Linked DNA regions of Mus musculus: all the other regions are linked to region 3. The links are chromatin contacts, called in public Hi-C and promoter capture Hi-C maps. All regions are on one chromosome and are shown on one strand. Each heading gives the region's core, a stretch centred on a gene start, on an enhancer-like site or on the middle of the called end of the contact. The rest is flanking DNA. Distances are from core to core; before and after follow the strand shown.

Region 1 (3,176 bases), core at 573-3,072, 320 kb after region 3:
AGACAGAATCTCTGTAGCCCAGGGTGACCTCGAACTCCTGATCCTACTGCTTGTATGTTCCAAGTGCTGGGATTATAGCCCTGTGTCACCATGACATCAGATTCTTGAGGTTATTTTTCTATATTCAAAATGCTTACAGATAATAGATATGAAAGTGTATGTATACATTTCTCCAAAGTTGGCTGTGTGAGGGATAACAGAAGGAATTTTGCACTCCATTTTCACTGTGCCCTTTTCAATGTGTTAGTTAACCAAATGCTTGTACTTTCTGTACATTAATAAATATTATGCAGGGCCTGAATTTGTGGGTCGTGGTTTTATTCTTTATATGTTCCTGCACTTCTTTCCTTCCTCCCTCCTTTCCTTCTTTTTAAGATTCATTATTTTTATTTTATGTTTATATCTGTGTTGCTGGCATGTGTGTAGGTACAGTATGGCCATGTCTGGTGCCTCGGAAGCCAGAAGAGAGTGTTGGATCTTCTGGAACTGGGGTTACAGCAGGATGGCTCTGGGCTGCACTGGGTGCTGAGAACTGTACTTGGGCCCTCTTCCAGGGCAGCGAGTGCTCTCTCTTAACCTCTGCGCCCTCTCTCCAGCTACTCTGTGACGGTTTTCTAAATACTAAGGCACAGCTTTAATTTTCTTTCCCTAGAGAGGCCCGTGAGTGTAACCATACCCAAACCTAAGTTTCGCAGCTTCTTCGGGTCAAGGTACCCACCCACCTTCTCATGAGAAACATCACACCGCCCCTGCTGCAGAGCTCCTCCAAGATATGCCTGCCTCTGCTTGCAGCCCTGACACCCTTGAGTGAGCACAGATTTTTGGCCTCGGTGCAATTGGTAGAATGTGGGGTTGGGGTGGCAAGTGGCTGTGTGCCTACTTCCCTTTGATCAGCTCCTGCCAGGTGCCCGCCACCCCACCCCACCCCACCCTGCCACCGTATCCTCAGTGCACCTTCCTGCATGCCAGGTCTCAGGGGCTGCTTAGAAGAAGGCTATGAATCAGCAGCTTTTCCTAAGGCAACGTTGGTTGGATGCCAGCACCAGCCCTGCCTGGCTTCAACTGGCCCACTTCAGTGGTACCTGGGAAGAGGGGGTCAGAGCCTCCTCCTGGGTCTGGAAATGAGTCATCTCCTTTGGCTGCCCTGGGGAGGCAGATGGTCCTGCCAAGGGAGAGGATTTGGGGACTCTGAATTGAGGGCCTGGCACCAGTGAGTGAAATCTGAGGAGTCCTGACTCTCCTATCTTACCCTCCCCGTCTGCCACCCTACTGAGGACCACTTCCTCCTCTGTATTCCTCACGAGTCCCTTCCTCCGTTGCAGTGCCTCTGCTTCTTCTTGACTGGGGACTACAACTTCCAGAAGCCCAAAGAAGGAAAGAGTGAGCCAGTTCCTCCAGTAATCGGTGCAGATTTCCTCACCACCTTCAGCATCGCTTCCACAGGGCAGGGTGGACTCAGGGACTCTCGCCTCTCCGACCAGGCACAGCTGCCAGTGAATTAGACCTAACCAGGCTCGGAAACATCGTTCTTCTTCAGGAGCTCCCACTGGATGGAAAGCAGTGCTCACTTATCTCAGTTGTCATGGTTTGGCCACCAAAGCAGCCAGTAGGGCAGGAGGAGTGCTGCTCATGGGACAGTTTTATGCTCCCAGATTTCAATTGGATGCAGAGACCCAACCGTATTGTCCTTTGAGGCAAAATCTCTTACAGAAAGCAGTGAGAAACACCAAAATATCGTAACACAATATATACAGTTCCCCACCAGCTGCTCCTGTCTGGGCACTTTCTTCTGTAGAAAAGAGGTATCCCAGCCCCCCAACACCACGGGGTAAGGACTACAGGTGCTGGGGTAGCCAGGCATGAAAGGAAGAAGACAGTTAGTTGTCTGGGCTGTCTTGAACTGTGTGGTGCTGGAAGCTGGAACTAACAGAGTGGAGGACATTCTTCCCTGTTTTCATAGAGGCTGGAACTGAAGGTCAGAGGGATTTCAGGATTTTCCAAGGTCAAACAGCCTGTCGCCCTTGATGCCTCCCCCGGGGCAGATGAGGGGACCTCACAGTCAGTTAGTGAAGGAGGACAGCGAGGGCTAAGATAGATTGAACTTCCTGCCTCTTGATGCAGGGGGTGTGACCCAGCCTCACTGCGGCTCACAATGCGGGCTCTGTGCCAACAAGATAGAAGTGGCAAGTCTCTACCCGAGGCCGGGCAATTACAATCCCTGCCCTGATCTTAATTCCCATGAAATCCTATAGCATCACATTGAGAGAAAAACCAAAGGAGGTTGCCCAACCCTTCCAAATTTCAGGGCCTGAAAGTTGGGGGCCCTGCTCACTTGCCGTTGTGTCGTACTCCCCCACCCCCACCCCACCACCGCCATTATGGGAAGATGTAACTGTGGAAAGCACAGTCCTTTCAAGCCTTCATACCCTGGTCTCCAGGCCTTTCTTTCTCTGAGATAAGGTATCTGGCTGAAGGGTTGTGTGGGGGCTCCCAACCCACTGAGCCACCTTCTTCCTGGTAAGGACAATGGCTGCTCTGTTTACAGAAGCACCTTCCTAGGTCTGGCTTTGGGCCCTGTGGTTACCATGACAAAGCTAGAAAGGAGCCCCCTCTGGGCCTCAGCTCTGGGCAAACTGTGATAAAACATCAATTTTCCAACAGAGGCCACTCTCAATTATTCATGGACTAATGGCTCAATTTGAGGAGCCTTTTCTGGTCCTTTCCTTTATCCCTCTTTCTGTGCCAGCTGCGTTTGGCTCTCCTCCTTAATCCACCAACCAGAAGAGGAATGGGGAGGGGACAGATGTTAGGGCCTGTTAGTGATTACAGTACAGTGTTTGTTTTAAAAGCAGGTTGGGCAGAGGGTAAATGGTTTTGCATATTCTTGCTAACCTCATTCCCTTAGACAACTTCCTTGAGTGTTTTGGTCCCCCTGGCTTCCTATGTCTTCTTTGGAGAAATATAGCCTAAAATTCAAACAGCCAGAGCCACTGGGAGGCCAGGCTAGGGCTAGACCAGTTGAGAAAAGAACTGCATCCATCCCATGCTATCCTGAAGACCCAAGGTGCGTGTGTGTGTGTGTGTGTGTGTGTGTGTGTGTGTGTGTGTGTGTACTTGGCTTCTTTAAAGGACTGTCTCTAATGAAACATGCTAGAAGTTGGGTTTTGAGGTATACA
Region 2 (3,031 bases), core at 309-2,808, 460 kb after region 3:
TTTTGGTTTTGTAGCTGTTTTTGAGGCAAGGATTCATGTAGACCAAAATACTCTCAGTTTCTGATCCCCATGTCTGTCACCGTGCCTGTGCCTGGCTACTCATATCCCAGTAATCCCACTCAGATTCTCATTTTACAGAAAGAAGTCTGAAGTCTGAGGCTCAGATAATTAACTGGCCATATGGACCTCCTCAGGGTGCTGAGGGTAGCCACCCTGAGTTCCTGAGAACGAGGCATCTATGGCCTCCAGAAGCAGGGGATTCCTTCTGATCAATGGCCATGGGATGGAGAGTTAGAGGGTGTGCCCAGGAGAGGCCAGCCCTGGCTCACCTTGCTCAGCAGGCAATGGTCTAAGTCTCCCTCTGGAAGAGACTTCATGGCTTCTTGGTCAACCCCCAGTATAGCAGCAACCTTCTGCTTTCTTTCCCGATGGAGGACAAATCTGGTGGGTAGCTTTCCCAGCAACGTTACTCTCTGGATAAAACTTCTCTGGAATTGTGAACGTGGACCAGAGACTTGACTTCTTCTTGCCTGCTCACTGCAGTTTTCCTTTCCAGCATGGAAGAATTCATCTGCCATCTTTCAGGGAACTGTAGAAAGACTAAAAAGGAGACGTGATGAAAACGAGTTGGAACTTATCCTGTTTTTTTTTTTTTTTTCTTTATCCTGTTGTCCTGGCACCAGGTGCACCTTGGTGCCCAGTACCTTACATCTCCCCGTCCTTACCTTGTTGACAGTAAATATCCCTTGGCCCTCCACTCCTGAAAATTCTGCAATTGATTTACTTCCTTACCATAAACAAATAAGAAATTGCAAACAAGCCGCCTGGTTTTTCATCATGCCCGGCACAAGGCTTGCCAATCAGATGAGGGCCAGGAGTGACATTTAGAAAAGCCTGAGCTCACAGGGACACTTGTGTATAGAGAGGCAAGCTTACATGCTCGCATAGTCACACACAGACACAGGCACACACACACACACCACATGCATTCACAGAGACACTTGTGTATATAGAGGTAAGCTCACACGCTCACACACTAATACAGACACATACATGAACTCACAGAGACACTTGTGTATACAGAGGCAAGCTTGCCCCCCCCCCTCTCTCTCTCTCTCACACACACACACACACACACACACACACACAGAGAGAGAGAGAGAGAGAGAGAGAGAGAGAGAGAGAGAGAGAGATACAAACAGGTAGATACACGCAGAGAAAAGTAGGGCAGAGAGTCCTGCCTCTCACCTGCTGACCTTAGAATGTGATTTCCCACTTGGACGTTGGCATTCAAAATATACTCAGTATAAACAGGCCCCTTAAGAGTCTAGGACACATCTAGTTTTACCAGTAAAACTCATCCTAGAAAACCGACAATAAGTTCCCAGTCTGACTGGTTGGGCCTAGTTTTACTCCAGGAGGGAAAATATCCCAGCAGCCTTATCTCCCTAAAGCTCGTGAGTATCACCGTCTTTGATCCGAAAGACTGACAGACAACAGAGCTGGCAGTCCAGTTCATGTCTGAGCAAGGCTTTCAAACAGGCAGCTCTCCAAGCCAGCCTCCTCAATGCTCAACCGCAGCCAATCCAGCCCTTCCACTCTCTCCCGCGGCCCCAAATTTGCATATCCTCCCAGACAGCTCCAAGGAGAGCCACATCAGACCCCACCCACCTCCCTCCTCCAGGCGCTGGGGCGGCCTTCTCCAGGCTTCATCTGCCAATCCCAGGTCTTATACCAGTCCTGAAAAACTGAGGATCCACAAAGGTCCCCAGAATCCCCCTCCACGCTGACTGCCTTGACTTTCCACCTGCTTTTCCGTGTCCTGGAAATCCCCTTCTCTTTACGGCACATGCTCTGAAATGGTAAGGGAATCTCTGTCCCTTGACTGCTGTTACTATAGTCATCATTCCGAATCTACCACATCAGCTTTTCACTAGTGAAACAAGAAGCTCTACCCCCTAATCTGCCTTTGGGAATTCTCTTTCCATGTTGCTTTCAACTCTGCTGAAGTCTCCCCACCCCCACACTCACTCCCTTCCCCACACACATACTTTTATTTTCACCCTAACTTCTGCTTTTGCTGGAATCACTACTGCATAGTCCCTGTCCTACGGCAGGGTCTTTCCCAATAACAATAAAGTTGCCCCGGGTTTCTGGAATTAAATGCCCACACCTTCACTATTCTTGCTCTAACACCGTCCCGTCTCAGTCACTCAGTACTACAGATTCAAGTGTTGTATCTGGAAACTTCTCTTGCTCCAAGATGGAAAGATACTTGCCAGGTATGGAGAGGGAATTCTGAATAATTGAACTATAGGAGGAACCCAGAGAAGGAAAGGCACTGTGAACTCAGGGCAGCTGCCTGTAGATGTATTCCCAGGAGAGCCACATCTGAAGATTGGTGTGTTGTGTGAACACAGCTTAGAGTAGCATGGCCTGGTTCCTAGTGCACTGGTAAGGTTCCACAGCACAGGGCTATGGCACAGATGAAGGCTCTGGCAGCTCCTATCAGACAGGCTGAGGAAAACAGGCTTTACCGGCAGACACAGATCTCTAGTTAATGGGACAACAGGTCAGCGAATGTCTGTTGGGTAAGGGTGTGCCTGAAGCACTGTGCCAGGCCACCAAGAGGGACCTAGTTAACTCAGGCTTTCCTCCGTCCTCAGGAAATAGAAATCCTCATTTTTTTTATAACATGCCAGTTTGAAAAATGGAAACCAGCTTTAGCCCAATTCAATCTGTAAGGACCAGGCAGGTGAGATGGCTCAGCAGAGATAAGCATCTGCCACCGAGCCGGAGGACCTGGGTTCGATTTCTCCCCACCTCCCAGGACCCATATGGTAGAAGGAAAGAGTGAACTGCCTCGTGTGTGCATCCACACATACATAGAAATAATAGATAGATAAATGTAATAGATTTGGAGGACCAATAACATGTTTAATGTCTGCTTTCCAAAGTATTCACAACATTTTATTTATAGTCTTGTGTGTGCACACAGAGGTCAGAGGACAAGCTTGGATGTCAGTCCTCA
Region 3 (3,242 bases), core at 563-3,062:
AATTTACAGCCATGGGGGAGGGGAAAGGACAGATAAAGACTTCACAGTTATCTGGGCCTCCACTGTGGCAAGATCTTCATTGTCTTGTACAATAGAGGTATTGAATTGGGGGGGGGGGGATGAGTGAGTTATCAGTATATTCATTTTGTGTATGGATATGTGTCCATCTAAATGCCCAAGTGTGGAAAACCCAGAGGACAACAACCTCAGGCATGGTCCCTCAAGTATCAGACACATTTTTCTTCTGTTTTGTTTTTAACATGGATTCTGAGAACCAAACTCAGGCCCTCACGATTCCATGGCAGGCGCTTTAGCAAACAAGCCATCTTCCCAGCCCATCAACGCATTCTTTCAGTACAGTGGTCTGCTGTCACTCCGTCCAATAGGATGAAAACACTTTGTAAGCCCCTCTCTGAGCTCTGAAATCCACTGGTGGCGTCTTTGGACATGGCTGTCAGTCAGATAAAGGGCTTGGACCCCTCAAACTCCAACCTTCATCCTTCCGTCTCTGAATCCTGATCTCAGACACTGAGCCTCTCTCACACCCACCTAGACATTCCATGGAGCCCACCCCCTGATTGCCAGGGCCTCTCTGTTCCCATAGCTGCCTGTGTGGTTACTTCTATTTCCTGGATTTTTCAGCCATGATCCACCACAACATCTTTAATATTCCGGGAAAACTCTCCCACCCACCCTCCAATCCTAGGTCAAGTGCTTTTTCTAAAATGGAGCTCTGATTGCTACAGGTCCTTACTCAAACCATTCAGGGGCTTTCTCCTGGGCGTAAGCTTAAAGCCCAGCCCTCCCCCCCCCTTCCGATTTTTTGTTATAACTCTTCCTGTCAGTCTTTCCTCCAGTCTAGTTAGGGTCCCACAGGGCTTTTTCTCATAGGTACTGAATCTTTCTTCTCTGGGCATATAAAGTTATGTTTCCAGGGCCTATCATTGTCCTCTGTACCCCTCCTCCCTTGTTCCGTGGTTTTATACTCCGTTTTCTCTAGGACAAGGCTTCCTGGGCCTTACCCAGCCCAGCACTTCACCCCAGGAACACAGTGTTGGAATGGGTTCATTCCACACCATTTATGTATGGCCTACTGTTAGTGTTCCCAAGTAGATCACAAGTCTGCAAGGGCAGTACGATCCAACCTGCTCCTGTAACGAGTCGTTTTTAGCTCCTTGTGTTTGATAATATTGAGTAAGTATGGTGCCACTTGCATGGATAGCACTGTTAAGAAACTAATGACAGTTCATTTGTAACTGAGTGCTTTTGACATATGAGGCATTCCGCTAAGTGCTTTACAAGAATGACGTGGACACCTCACACAACCCTATTAAGCAGAGCTTATTTACTCTTTGTGACAGATGAGCAGACTGAGGCACAGAGAGGTTAAGCAACACAGAAGCTAAGGCTATGAACCTAGGCTGTCTCTGGGGTCCAGATTATGCTAGAGTGAAGCACAATGTGGAGGTTTGTTATAGAAATAGACTCAAGTCTCCAGCGAAGCGTTTTGCTATTGTTTACCGGGCGAAAGACGCGTCCCCGGGAGCCTGGGCTTTGGGAGGGGCCCTTGGGGCGCGAACCCCAGGTTAACTTTCCATCAGCTCATCCCAGGTGGTCCGCAGCTGCGTGCGGGTGCAGCCAGAGAGCGCCGGGGCGGTGGGCGGGGCGTTCCGGGGGCGTGTCCCCGTGAGGCCACCGCCTTCGCCCTTGCTCGCCTCGCGGGGAGCTGCGGGCCAGGCCGGAGCTGGAGGGCGGGGCCTGGGGCGGGGCGGGAGCAGGACGGCCTGAGCCGCTGCGGGAGGCGAGGAGGAAGCCGTGCGTCTTGGGAGGCGTGCGGGACACAGGACCGGCGAGCGTTCGGTTGCTGGGAGCTGCGGGGCCCCGGGCGAGGTGAGCGCGGGCGGGCGGGCGCGGATCCGGGTTGGGGGCGCGGGGACTGTGGCGTGGCGATCGGCGTCCCGCCCCGGGCCCAAGCCCCTTTCTCCGTCGGAGCCGGATCGCGCCGGGCGGGCTCAGCTTGCCGCAAGCGGAGCCCCGAGCCCCTTTTCGGACCCTTTTCTTTGCCAGTGTCTCAGACTCAACCGCCGGGGAGGTAAAACAATAGCGGGCCACCTGGGACGCGGCGCGCCCCGGCTCCCACGGTCGGCGCCCCGAGTCGCGGCCCCGCGCCAGCCCCGTGGCGACCCGCGCTGCCGAGGGTGGGGCTGCCTGCCGCGCCCCGCTCCGTAAACCGTGACGGGAAAAGCCCGCGAGTGAGAGAGGCATTTGGTGAAAGTGTTTTGAGAACAATCATAATTGCCCTGCTCTGGGCGGGGAAACTGAGGCGTGGGGAACGGAAGGTAAGATTTGTACAAGGTCAGGATGCACACATGGGCTGCCCTCGCCCAGGGAAGGGACCCAGGTGGCTCGGCTGGCCAGTCGGGTGCTTTGGCCTCTCTCGGTTTTGCGGCGGTTGTGTTGGCCTTAGATAAATGTCTGTTGTGTTTGTTTTAGGAATCTGCGGGCTTTTGTGGGACCACTCTCGAGCTATCAAATGCCAGCTTACTTCGTGTGCCCTGGGAGGTTCTGGGGCAGGTGACGGTACCGTGACCTCTCACTATGGATGGAGATGGACTTTTTGATGAAGAAATCCGAAGTGTCTTTACCAATCCGGGTGTTTTGGCTGTCTTGGGTTTTGACAAAACCTGCCTGGTTCCCTTTGGGGGATCCGAATGAGCGATCTCAGACACCTTCACTGCGAAGCCAAGGACATTTCTGTATAATCAGCGCATGAAAGGATTTTCTCAGACTCTTTCCTCCCGTTTTCCTCGAGGATTAATCCACCAGAATCCATAGTTCCGGTGGAGTCTGCAAGGCATATACAATGTGGCAGAAACCTTGAGCGCCTTCGGAATTGCTCTGGCCCCTGCCTTAGGCATAGAGGACTCTATTGCACACGCCACGCCACTCCCCTCCCCTGCCCCCAACTCCCTCCTTCTGACTACTCTGTCTTTGACTGGCTCTCATTTTCCCTGTGAAGTTCTGTTTCCAAACTGTTCCCTGGAGCTATAAGTGGATTGGCAGTAATGAGAGATTAGGCGGTGGGAAAAGCACGGTGCCCTGTGCAGTGTCCTTTTCCTGCTGCCGCTGCCGCCGACATGAAGTGCTTTTTCCCAGTGTTGAGCTGTCTGGCTGTGCTGGGTAAGTGACTGCTTATCAGTTCTATAGCTGTGAAAGTTTAACCCGATCTCATTGCTAATTCC

The links. Promoter capture Hi-C pulls out the DNA fragments that hold promoters and counts their contacts. Hi-C and Micro-C count contacts between places; a contact is called where the count stands out from the background.
Region 1: a Hi-C map of CD8 T cells shows a contact between it and region 3, with 3 times the contacts expected there. The contact joins the enhancer-like site here to the promoter of Igsf3 in region 3. A contact is called at or near these places in 2 of 39 promoter capture datasets (both in liver), 1 of 484 Hi-C or Micro-C datasets (CD8 T cells) and 1 of 115 datasets of contacts at active chromatin or transcription factors (pancreatic cancer cells).
Region 2: a contact with region 3 is called in a promoter capture Hi-C map of liver, with 5 times the contacts expected there. The contact joins the promoter of Mab21l3 here to the promoter of Igsf3 in region 3. A contact is called at or near these places in 15 of 39 promoter capture datasets (the 3T3-L1 cell line, cranial neural crest, embryonic stem cells and 8 more), 3 of 484 Hi-C or Micro-C datasets (CD8 T cells, embryonic stem cells and hematopoietic stem cells), 5 of 115 datasets of contacts at active chromatin or transcription factors (bone marrow-derived macrophages, embryonic limb bud, embryonic stem cells and 2 more) and 3 of 9 other capture datasets (adipose tissue, embryonic stem cells and liver).

Annotation. Positions count from the first base shown.
Region 1 is chr3:101,699,334-101,702,509 of GRCm38.p6, forward strand. No RefSeq gene overlaps it. Among named protein-coding and RNA genes, the nearest start is that of Gm33265, 34 kb to the left of the region's middle. Within about 2 kb of position 1,823, at least 117 of the 459 cell types and tissues checked have an H3K27ac peak or open chromatin away from gene starts, as enhancers often do. A contact at or near this core is called in CD8 T cells, where this site is marked.
Region 2 is chr3:101,834,665-101,837,695 of GRCm38.p6, forward strand. It overlaps Mab21l3 (mab-21-like 3), which reads right to left and starts at 1,559. Exons shown (of 7, transcript NM_172295.4): 1 at 1,257-1,559; 2 at 330-600. The coding sequence starts at 578. It overlaps Gm33381 (a long non-coding RNA gene), which reads left to right. Exons shown (of 3, transcript XR_003954538.1): 3 at 139-755.
Region 3 is chr3:101,375,313-101,378,554 of GRCm38.p6, forward strand. It overlaps Igsf3 (immunoglobulin superfamily, member 3), which reads left to right and starts at 1,813. Exons shown (of 11, transcript NM_207205.2): 1 at 1,813-1,890; 2 at 2,494-3,180. The coding sequence starts at 3,138.